3 separate regions of the Zea mays genome follow, and all the other regions are linked to region 1. Evidence: chromatin contacts called from public Hi-C data. All regions are on one chromosome and are shown on one strand. The core of a region is the stretch at or near the end of the contact, and the rest is flanking DNA. Distances in the headings are between cores, read along the strand shown. Region 1 holds the start of LOC103643161 (cyclin-D4-2-like). Region 2 holds the start of LOC100283050. Region 3 has its middle 40 kb from the start of LOC100283050.

Region 1 (2,886 bases), core at 19-2,518:
AGCTAAATTTGTTTGATAGAAAAAACTGAAATAGACATAAAATTCTTAAAGTGAAACTCTTGCATACAGGGCCTTATAATAGCATAAAAGTACATGGGTTGATCCATGATATCTGTTGGGCCAGGGTGGGATGGCTTATTACCTTTAGATGTACATTTGGGCTTTAGATTATGAGGCCGGATTGGTCTTCTCTTGACCACATTCTCTATTTTTTTGGTGGCCCGTTTGTTTCCGTTCTAATTAAACAGCAGACCCCTAAAACCAAATTTAGTATAAACTTTTGTGTATTTGTCGATGTTATAGTAGAGGCTGTGTATTGTAGTACGACTACTTCGTAGCGACATTCCGATATATGATGATTGTACGGGAACGACTATTTGGAACAGTCTACTACGTCGAGTAGTACAAAGGGTGCGTCGATGCTCTCTCTGCTCTTGGCATTGGCGCATTGCCCCCCATCTAGAGTTCTCCTCCATTTTTTTTCAAAAAAAAGTTGATTTGTTTTTTTGCTAGGTTGATATCATTACATATTTTTAGATTGAAATGCGCCTAGATTTACTTACACAGTAACACTAGCTTACGGAGGAGCTCAGGTTGATGGATCGATCGATACTAATTCTGCTTAGGGCTAGTTTGTAAACCACATTTTTAAAGGAAAAATAGAGATCACATGGGAAAACGGAGTTCCTAAACTAGCCTTTATATTTTAATTTTACCCGATAGATGTCGAACAACTATTGAACTTTACGTATGCATCGTAATACTTGCGGAACATGTTCGCAAAATTGTGTTTTCATAAACATATAGGAGTAGATGGTTCATAAACATATAGGAGTAGATGATAAACATATAGGAGTAGATGGTAGGCAGCGCAGTTGACCGTTTGAAACCAACCCAAAAGGTGCGGTTTCACACTGACGCAGGTAGATCATGTTTTATTTAGGTAAATCCTAACGAAAAGGACTGTCTGTCAGTCTGTCACTCTCCTCCGGCCGCGTCAACCGGCGCGTGCAGCCACGTCCGCCGATCCCCGATCGGACGAGAGTCGCGGGACGCCTCCCAACCGCCGGATCCAGCCGCGCGTACGGCAACGCCCGCCTTTCCCCTGCACCCGTCGCGACCGTCCGCCTCCTCCGCTGGCGCTCCGGATGTCTCCAGTTTCGGCGTACCGCCGCGTGCGCTTCCCAAAACACTCCCGTCTCCCCGTGCCCGATACAAAGCGCGAGGGGGCGAAAGCACGCCACAACTGCACCGCACTCTCTGCCTCCCTCCGTCCGTCCGTCCTCCCGTCCTCTTCCTTGTGCCTTGTCCTGCTTCTCCACTCGCCACTGCCGCATTCTGCCCAAGTTTGCCGTACTGCCGCATTCCACCAGCCACCCACCAGGCCACCACCCAGCACTCCAGCCGCCAGAACAGAGTCTACGGCGCCGCCGTCGCACGACAGGAGAGGGAGAGGGAGAGAGACGCGGGCTTTGACTTGCCGCCGGTGCGTCCGTGCGTGCCTGGTGGGAGGAGTGGGAGACGCCGGTACAGTACAGGAGCCATGGCGCCGAGCTGCTACGACGCGGCAGCGTCCATGCTCCTCTGCGCCGAGGAGCACAGCAGCATCCTGTGGTACGACGAGGAGGAGGAGGAGCTGGAGGCGGTCGGGAGAAGGAGAGGCCGGTCGCCGGGCTACGGGGACGACTTCGGCGCGGACTTGTTCCCGCCGCAGTCGGAGGAATGCGTGGCCGGTCTGGTGGAGCGGGAACGGGACCACATGCCGGGGCCGTGCTACGGCGACAGGCTGCGCGGCGGCGGCGGCTGTCTCTGCGTCCGCCGGGAGGCCGTCGACTGGATTTGGAAGGTCGGTTCTTGATTGATCTGAGTACCTCAGGTGTGGCTGCACATTTTGGGTGGCTCATTGCTCACTGCTTAGGAGACCTGTAGGAGCCGCATTCCATTCCATTCCATTTCCGTGATTGCTCGAGTTTTTATCCATCTAGAAAGACGCTTCATTACAGCACAGTACTGTGCTTCATTACAGCGAAACGCTCGGCTCTGTTGTAACGTGCGGCCTCGCTGATATGCCGTGCCCATTTTTTTTGCGCGGTGAAACGAGGGCGGGACCATCTCGAGCCAAAGCTGGCCTTTTCGTTCGCTTGCTGAATCACGAGACACTAGCAAAGATGCTGTTCACCATTTGCTTCTTTTTACATTTTCGAGAGAGAGAAAAAAACATTGTGCTGCGCATTTTTAGGCCAATATAGCTTCGACAAGTATGTTTCACGTGAACCTGTACCATAGAATGGCCTCACTTCTTTTTTTCCGCGTGATTACTACTAACTCGTGACCGATCCTTTCTGCAGGCTTACACGCACCACAGGTTCCGCCCTCTCACTGCCTACTTGGCAGTGAACTACCTCGATCGCTTCCTCTCGCTGTCTGAGGTGCCGGTAAGAATCGCAGGATCACTCTTAAATCACAAAAACCATTTTTTTAGTTCAGTAATCAGTGATGCGTATCGCCGGTGCTGTCATTTCCAGGACTGCAAGGACTGGATGACGCAGCTCCTCGCGGTGGCGTGCGTTTCTCTGGCCGCCAAGATGGAGGAAACCGCCGTCCCGCAGTGCCTGGACCTTCAGGAGGTGGGTGTTCGCCTGTTCGGCATTGCAGCGAAGATGCACACCTTCTCTCTCTCTCTCTCTCTCTCTCTCTCTCTCTCTTGTTCATGCATGTGCAACAACAACAAGCAGGTCGGAGACGCGCGGTACGTGTTCGAGGCGAAGACGGTCCAGAGGATGGAGCTCCTGGTTCTAACAACCCTCAACTGGAGGATGCATGCCGTGACGCCGTTCTCCTACGTGGATTACTTCCTGAACAAGCTCAACAACGGCGGCAGCACGG
Region 2 (2,861 bases), core at 186-2,685, 130 kb after region 1:
GTGTACCTAGCTAGCACACAGTGCAGGCGCCGGCGCGAAGCGAATGGCCGGCGGTCGGTCATGGCTTCTTGCCGAGGGTGTGCTTGTTGTTGTGCATCCACACCTTGAGCACGTGGCGCTTGACGCAGACCTCCTCGCAGAACTGCTGCACGGCGGCCTCGTCGTGCTTCTGGATGCGCCACCCCAGCCGCTCCGCGAACGCCAGCATCCGGTCCTTCTGCTCCTGCGTGAACTTGGTGCGGAACCGCTTCTTGCCGGACCCCGAGCCGCCGGACGAGCCCCCCGACGGGCCGCCGCCCGGGCCCAGCGACATGCCCATCATGGGCGCCACCACCATGGGGCCGATCAGCCCGGACACGTCGTCGCCCTCTTCGCGCCCCAGCGAGTGGGAGGTGGACGGCAGCGCGAGCGGGCGCTGCATGTGCCCGGCGGCGGCCGCCAGCTGCTGGTGCAGGAAGTACCCGGCAGGGGTGCGGTAGTAGGGGGAGAACTGGTGGTGGTGCGCCGCCACGGCGGCGCCGTAGGCTGTGATGGCGGCCGGGGACAGGGCGGCGGCGGGATCGGGCGGCGCGACGCCCCCGCCTCCCGCTGGCGAGTTGTCGGACTCCTTGCGGTGGAAGTTGCGGTGGCAGCCGCAGGCCGCGCAGCGCAGCGCGTCGATGGAGCCCTCCTCGCCAGCGGCCATGAATTCGCCGCAGCCGTCCACCGCGTGCCCGCCGATGCCGACCGCGTGGTTCTTGAGGCACTCCCGGTACCTGGTGGCCCCGCCACCGCCTGCGCCTGCGCCTGCGCCTGCGCCTCCTCCCCCGAAGCCGCCTGCTGGCGGCGTCCTGAAGCTCCCGGCTCCAGCAGAATCCCCGTGCTTCGGGGTCTCGCCGCCTCCTCCGCCCAGTCCCAGCCCCGGCTGCATCGGCGCATCGTAGCTCGAGCTCACGGGCATCGGCGTCATCTCCTCGTCGCCGTCATCGTGCTCGTCGAAGTCCATGGCGGCTGACCTAGTCGGCGGCTCGTCGGCACACGGGGGAGCTTGTTTGCTATACTAGCTAGCTACTCCTACTTTGCTTTTTCCCTTCCGACTTCCAGTAGGTTCTTTGCCGAGGTTAACAGCGAGAGCTTACTACCACACATCTAGCTACAGGAGAGGGTTTGTGTTGTTCTAGCTGCTGGGACTCGTAATAGGGGAAGAGAGAGAAAGAGAGCAGACCGTGAACTGTGCACACTCCCCTGCTGCTAATTTTGACGCATCGGCAGCGGCACTGCTGCGCGGCAGCAGCCTGCAGCAGCCTGCAGGCAGGCAAGCGGCTGCTGTGCCTGTGCCTGTGCCCTTGGGGAGATGATGTAGCCACACAAACACATCTCTCTCTCTCTCTCTCTGCTTCTCGCTCTACTACTACCAATCTAGCCGTGTCTCCTGGCTACGCGCACCTGTCGCCCTGTGGCGAGAGCGAGAGCGAAAGGGTGGTGTCGCTTTGGCTCCTGTTTATATCCTGTTTATGCTGCGGTTGGGATATGGCTCCAGCCCGGTTTAAAATGGGGTTACTGATCTTGCTGAAGGCTCGAGCTCTTTTCCTCGCTGGCCTACTGATTAGGTTATTGACATCAACTTACTCTTAGTGGTCCACGTAATCATATTCAAACTTTATTCTACGAACAATACAATTTACAGTAAAAACAGTATTTTGGGTAATGATACGGGTGAATCGCACTATTTTGGGTAATGATACGCGTAAATCGCACGTATATGTACAAAGGAAGAGAGTACGTAGATCATTATTACTGTACACACGAACGTATCTTCGTGATGATCCCTGTTTCAATGCCCGGCCGGTTAGTACGCCATAGCGAATTATACCCTCAGCTTATATGTGTAGTGGAGCTGCTAATATGTTTCGACGTGGGTAGACCTGCACCTGCATAGAAAAGAGCAGGCAGTATCTCTCTATAGCCATGTTAATGAAACAACGCTAGAAGATTCGCGCACAAAGAGTCCAAGTCCGTCCCAAACATTATATAAATATAAATGATTTACATTTTCTCATTCTTGTTTTTGGATGTACCTCCCTTCTTTTGCCGTACATTTACGAAGCTGCTAGGTCACGATAGATATACTTAAAGTCTTGTACGTTCTGCAATTTCTTCAGTTTTCTGGGTCTCTTCCAAAGTAGCATGAGACTCTTTCTCATTTTTCTGATAGCTTCGTCAGCTACCTCTCGGCCATCTCTCAACCAGACTTCGGAATAAAACTTTCCACTTAGCGCAGCGGCTTCGGCCGAAGGGTTCTTAATGTCGTTGGCTGAGATCGAGAATCCTGGCTAAACCACAGTCTTTGCATACTCGCAGAGCCAACCTTCTCAAGGAGTGACACAGCTCCGCAGGCGCCGATGAAGGCGTATAAGTCTCCCCTATCACCGAGAATCTCCTCAAAACCTTCGGCTTCGCCGCTAATCCACCGAATAACTCAATCAGGATAGCCACGAATAAAATTTTGCCCCGTAGAGAACGCACCAATTTTGGCAAAGCTATCTTCCAATTTATTACAACATTCCAGGGCAACATTGTAGCATTCCTCTTTTGCTTGACGAAGCTCCTCGACATTTTTTTGAACTCTCAGCCGTTGAGTATCAGATATTTCGCGCTTTATTTGCTCGACATTGAAATTTTCAGTCACTTCATCGAGTTTCTTTTTCAATCCTTGCACTTCAGATCTGTGCAATTCTACTTGAACAAATAGCGCATACTCCAAGTCAGCAATGCGCTTCACATTTTTTGTTGCTTCATTTCAAACACCTTTACCCTCTGCTCTGCTTCGGAAAGGCTAGAAAGCCTAGCTTCACTAGATTTTAATCTTTCCACCAAAGAGA
Region 3 (3,008 bases), core at 274-2,773, 170 kb after region 1:
TTGACAATTTTTTGATTTGAAATCATTTTATCATTGAAAAATTCGTGTGAATTTTTTAAATTTGAAATTCAAATTTTGTAAACGGCCCCAGATGTAGAAACTATCAAAATAGAACTTGTAGATCTCGAAAAGTTATGCAACTTTATAGTTGATCATATTTTCAAATGAATTCATTTACTGCCTTAAATAATCAAATTACTCTCGGTTTGTTATAGTATATGAGGAATGAAAATGTAATAAAGACATAATTGATGTAGTATTATAGTGGTAGAGGAGAGTGTGCGCGAGAGAGGTTTTGCGAGTTCGAATCTCACCATTCACAAAACATATAAATTTGATTTAAAATATTAGTTAAAATGAAATGATAGAGAGATAGGTATGGTAGTTGTTTTTATAATTTTAAAAAATATTTTGCTGTTTTTTTGGGGGTTTTTTCGATTTTTAATTTGCTGAGTGCTTTTCGACACTCCGAAAAAAGTACTCAGCAAAAACTCTTTACCGATAAAATGTTTGCCGAGTGCCTTAGACACTGGGTAAAAAAACGCGATTTCAGTAGTACATGTTATAATTTTTACCGATCGTATTTTAGATTTCGATCGTAACCGGTATAATTTTCGTACCGAACTTTCATTTCCGATGTTTCTGAATTACCAATATCATTTTTTATTTTGGAGTTACCGTTTTCGATCCCGTTTCGAAGAAAAAATATAAAAAAATGATTTTAGTGTTTACCGATTATTTTGGACCGTTTTCATCCGTATCGATCGATCATGAAACGGGACAACGCACATAGAGAGTTCAGACTCGCCGAGACAGACAAACCATGGGTGTCAGGCAGCCCAGTCTGATACACGCAATGGCATGCGTCCACGCACATCCCTAAACCTGAGCTCACTGCCGACAATATTCCCGGTGCGACATGGCATGGCAGACGGGCGGGCGGCGGGCGCCGGCTGATGAAGTGATGATGCCAAGGGCTGGTGGGTGGTGGCTGGATCGGCAAGATATCCATGGCCCGCCGTGGACGGTTGCGCGGCGTGCACTGTAGCGTGCTTGTGCGCTTCATTCGCAACGTCGTCTGCAGTGTGCTGGCCGGCACTGCTGCATGCATGCCGCGGCAGCGGCAGCAGTATTGCCGTCTGCTGCCCGCTGCCCGGCCGTCAGTTGCTCACATGGTCCATCATCCCCGCTGCAGGATCGGCGGGAGTCCAGGCCAGCCAGCCAGCCAGCCATCATCCAGTGATGGCTCCTACTGCACAGGGACTCCTCTCCAGCGTCCGAGGGATGGCTGACGAGCTCGCCGCGCCAATCGCCATGCATGCAAGTGTCCGTCCTGTGGTAGTGGCTTTTGTGCAGCTGGCCGTCCAGTCGTTGCGGGCCTGCCCTGGAACACGCACAGCCCTGGAACAGCTAGCCCTCGACCTCGACGGAGAAGGGAGAGCCAGCCGACCCCTACCCATCGGACCACAGGCCACATGCAGCGGGGCCAGGCCAGGCCAGCGGCCAGCCACACTGACGGATCAGACCAGACCAGACGTGGCCACCCAGGGCCCGGCGTGTCCGTGCTGCGTTGACACGAGCACGGACCGACGTCGTACCACGGCAGCGACGCAGCAGCGCGCCGGACGCCCAGCACGAGCTACAGCGTCGTAGGCGCGCGGCATGCATGCTTCCGCGCGCACCGCTAGCTGGGCGACGAGGATCTGGCCGGCTAGCTAGCTGAGCAGAGAGCACCCGCTCGTATTTAATGCAACAGCAATACTATACTACTACAGCTACAGTACAAGTGATGAAGCTACTGCGCGGGCAGAGCAGCCTGCCTGCCTTCACACATGCATGTATGCTTCGCAGCAGGCAGTTCGATCGCAACAGCGGGAGGGGGGCAGCAGGCAGGCAGCTGCGTGCCCTGTGCGCGGCCGCGGCGCGCGTCATCCTCACTCTCACTTCCTCAGTCCTCACCTAGCGCAGCAGGGCCAAGAGGCAGCCGGCACGGCAGCCATCGATCAATGGACATGATGGATCGAGCGGCGGGGCCGGCTAGTTGGGTTGGGTGGGGCACGGACGGGGACGGCGGCGCCGGCCAGACTCACACCACATGCGCCGGACACGGAAACCTCAGCGGACCGCGGACGATGCATGGGCCGGGAGCACCGATTGAGGACGGACGGAAGGACGACGAGCATTTTGCATGGCCGCTGGCATGCAGCATGCTGTGCCCGCCTTGGTGGCGTCCTGGGTCTTTGTCCCAGCCGGAGATAATAAATTTCGAATTGACCTGTCTCCCTCGTGGACAGCAGCGATCCAGAGGGAGGTGGAGGAGAAGCGGGTTCGGACAGTGACAGGACGAGGAATGGCCTGGCCTGGCCCGGCTCCGTCGGGCTCGCCTCGGCCGTGCTCTCTGTTTCTATTCCGTTGCAGGCTTTTTGCTCCGAGCCATTTGTCCTGATACTGCACTTGGGTATGGTCGTATTGTCTTGCCTGATACGTACAGTATACTCCGGTGCTGCCAGGGCGGAGCAGAATTAAGGCATAGGAAGGAGTAAGGACCCATCAAATACTATAAATAAAAAATATCGTGGGATATATACACATGTGTATACTAATTTACATATAGTATAGATAATAAATTAATAAAAAATACTCACAAATATAATTATATATTAATTAACTTCAATAGAGTAAAAAATTGCTTCTACAATGATCGGTCAAATTAAAAGCTTCGACTACATTATGAGTGTTGATCATAGCTATCAATTCTATATCAATATAGATGATCAAGTAACTTCACATAAAATCATCTCCCATTTTTATTTTGTAGATGTGTTTTGATAAGTTTTGTAGCTAAAACGCTCTATTAATAATGGTTGCAGTTGAGACTGAAAGAGTGACGATTAATCTTAATAATCCATAACCCATTTGATACATGGAACTTTTATCCAATTTGATAAGGTTTTTTATCAAATCAGCAAGTGATCGTAATGTATTTGGTTCTATACTCAAGGTAAAGC

The links. A called contact is a pair of places that touch in the nucleus more often than the background predicts.
Region 2: a contact with region 1 is called in a Hi-C map of bundle sheath, with 3 times the contacts expected there. The contact joins the promoter of LOC100283050 here to the promoter of LOC103643161 in region 1. A contact is called at or near these places in 3 of 25 Hi-C or Micro-C datasets (bundle sheath, ear and tassel) and 1 of 3 datasets of contacts at active chromatin or transcription factors (leaf).
Region 3: a contact with region 1 is called in a Hi-C map of ear, with 1.9 times the contacts expected there. The contact joins the enhancer-like site here to the promoter of LOC103643161 in region 1. A contact is called at or near these places in 3 of 25 Hi-C or Micro-C datasets (bundle sheath, ear and tassel).

The regions. Positions count from the first base shown.
Region 1 is chr1:205,098,668-205,101,553 of Zm-B73-REFERENCE-NAM-5.0, forward strand. It overlaps LOC103643161 (cyclin-D4-2-like), which reads left to right and starts at 1,269. Exons shown (of 6, transcript NM_001301472.1): 1 at 1,269-1,846; 2 at 2,349-2,435; 3 at 2,526-2,627; 4 at 2,736-2,886. The coding sequence starts at 1,544.
Region 2 is chr1:205,232,833-205,235,693 of Zm-B73-REFERENCE-NAM-5.0, forward strand. It overlaps LOC100283050, which reads right to left and starts at 1,436. Exons shown (of 1, transcript NM_001155952.2): 1 at 1-1,436. The coding sequence starts at 985. The coding sequence ends at 59.
Region 3 is chr1:205,273,023-205,276,030 of Zm-B73-REFERENCE-NAM-5.0, forward strand. No RefSeq gene overlaps it. Among protein-coding and RNA genes, the nearest start is that of LOC100283050, 40 kb to the left of the region's middle. Within about 2 kb of position 1,524, at least 15 of the 20 cell types and tissues checked have an H3K27ac peak or open chromatin away from gene starts, as enhancers often do. A contact at or near this core is called in ear and tassel, where this site is marked.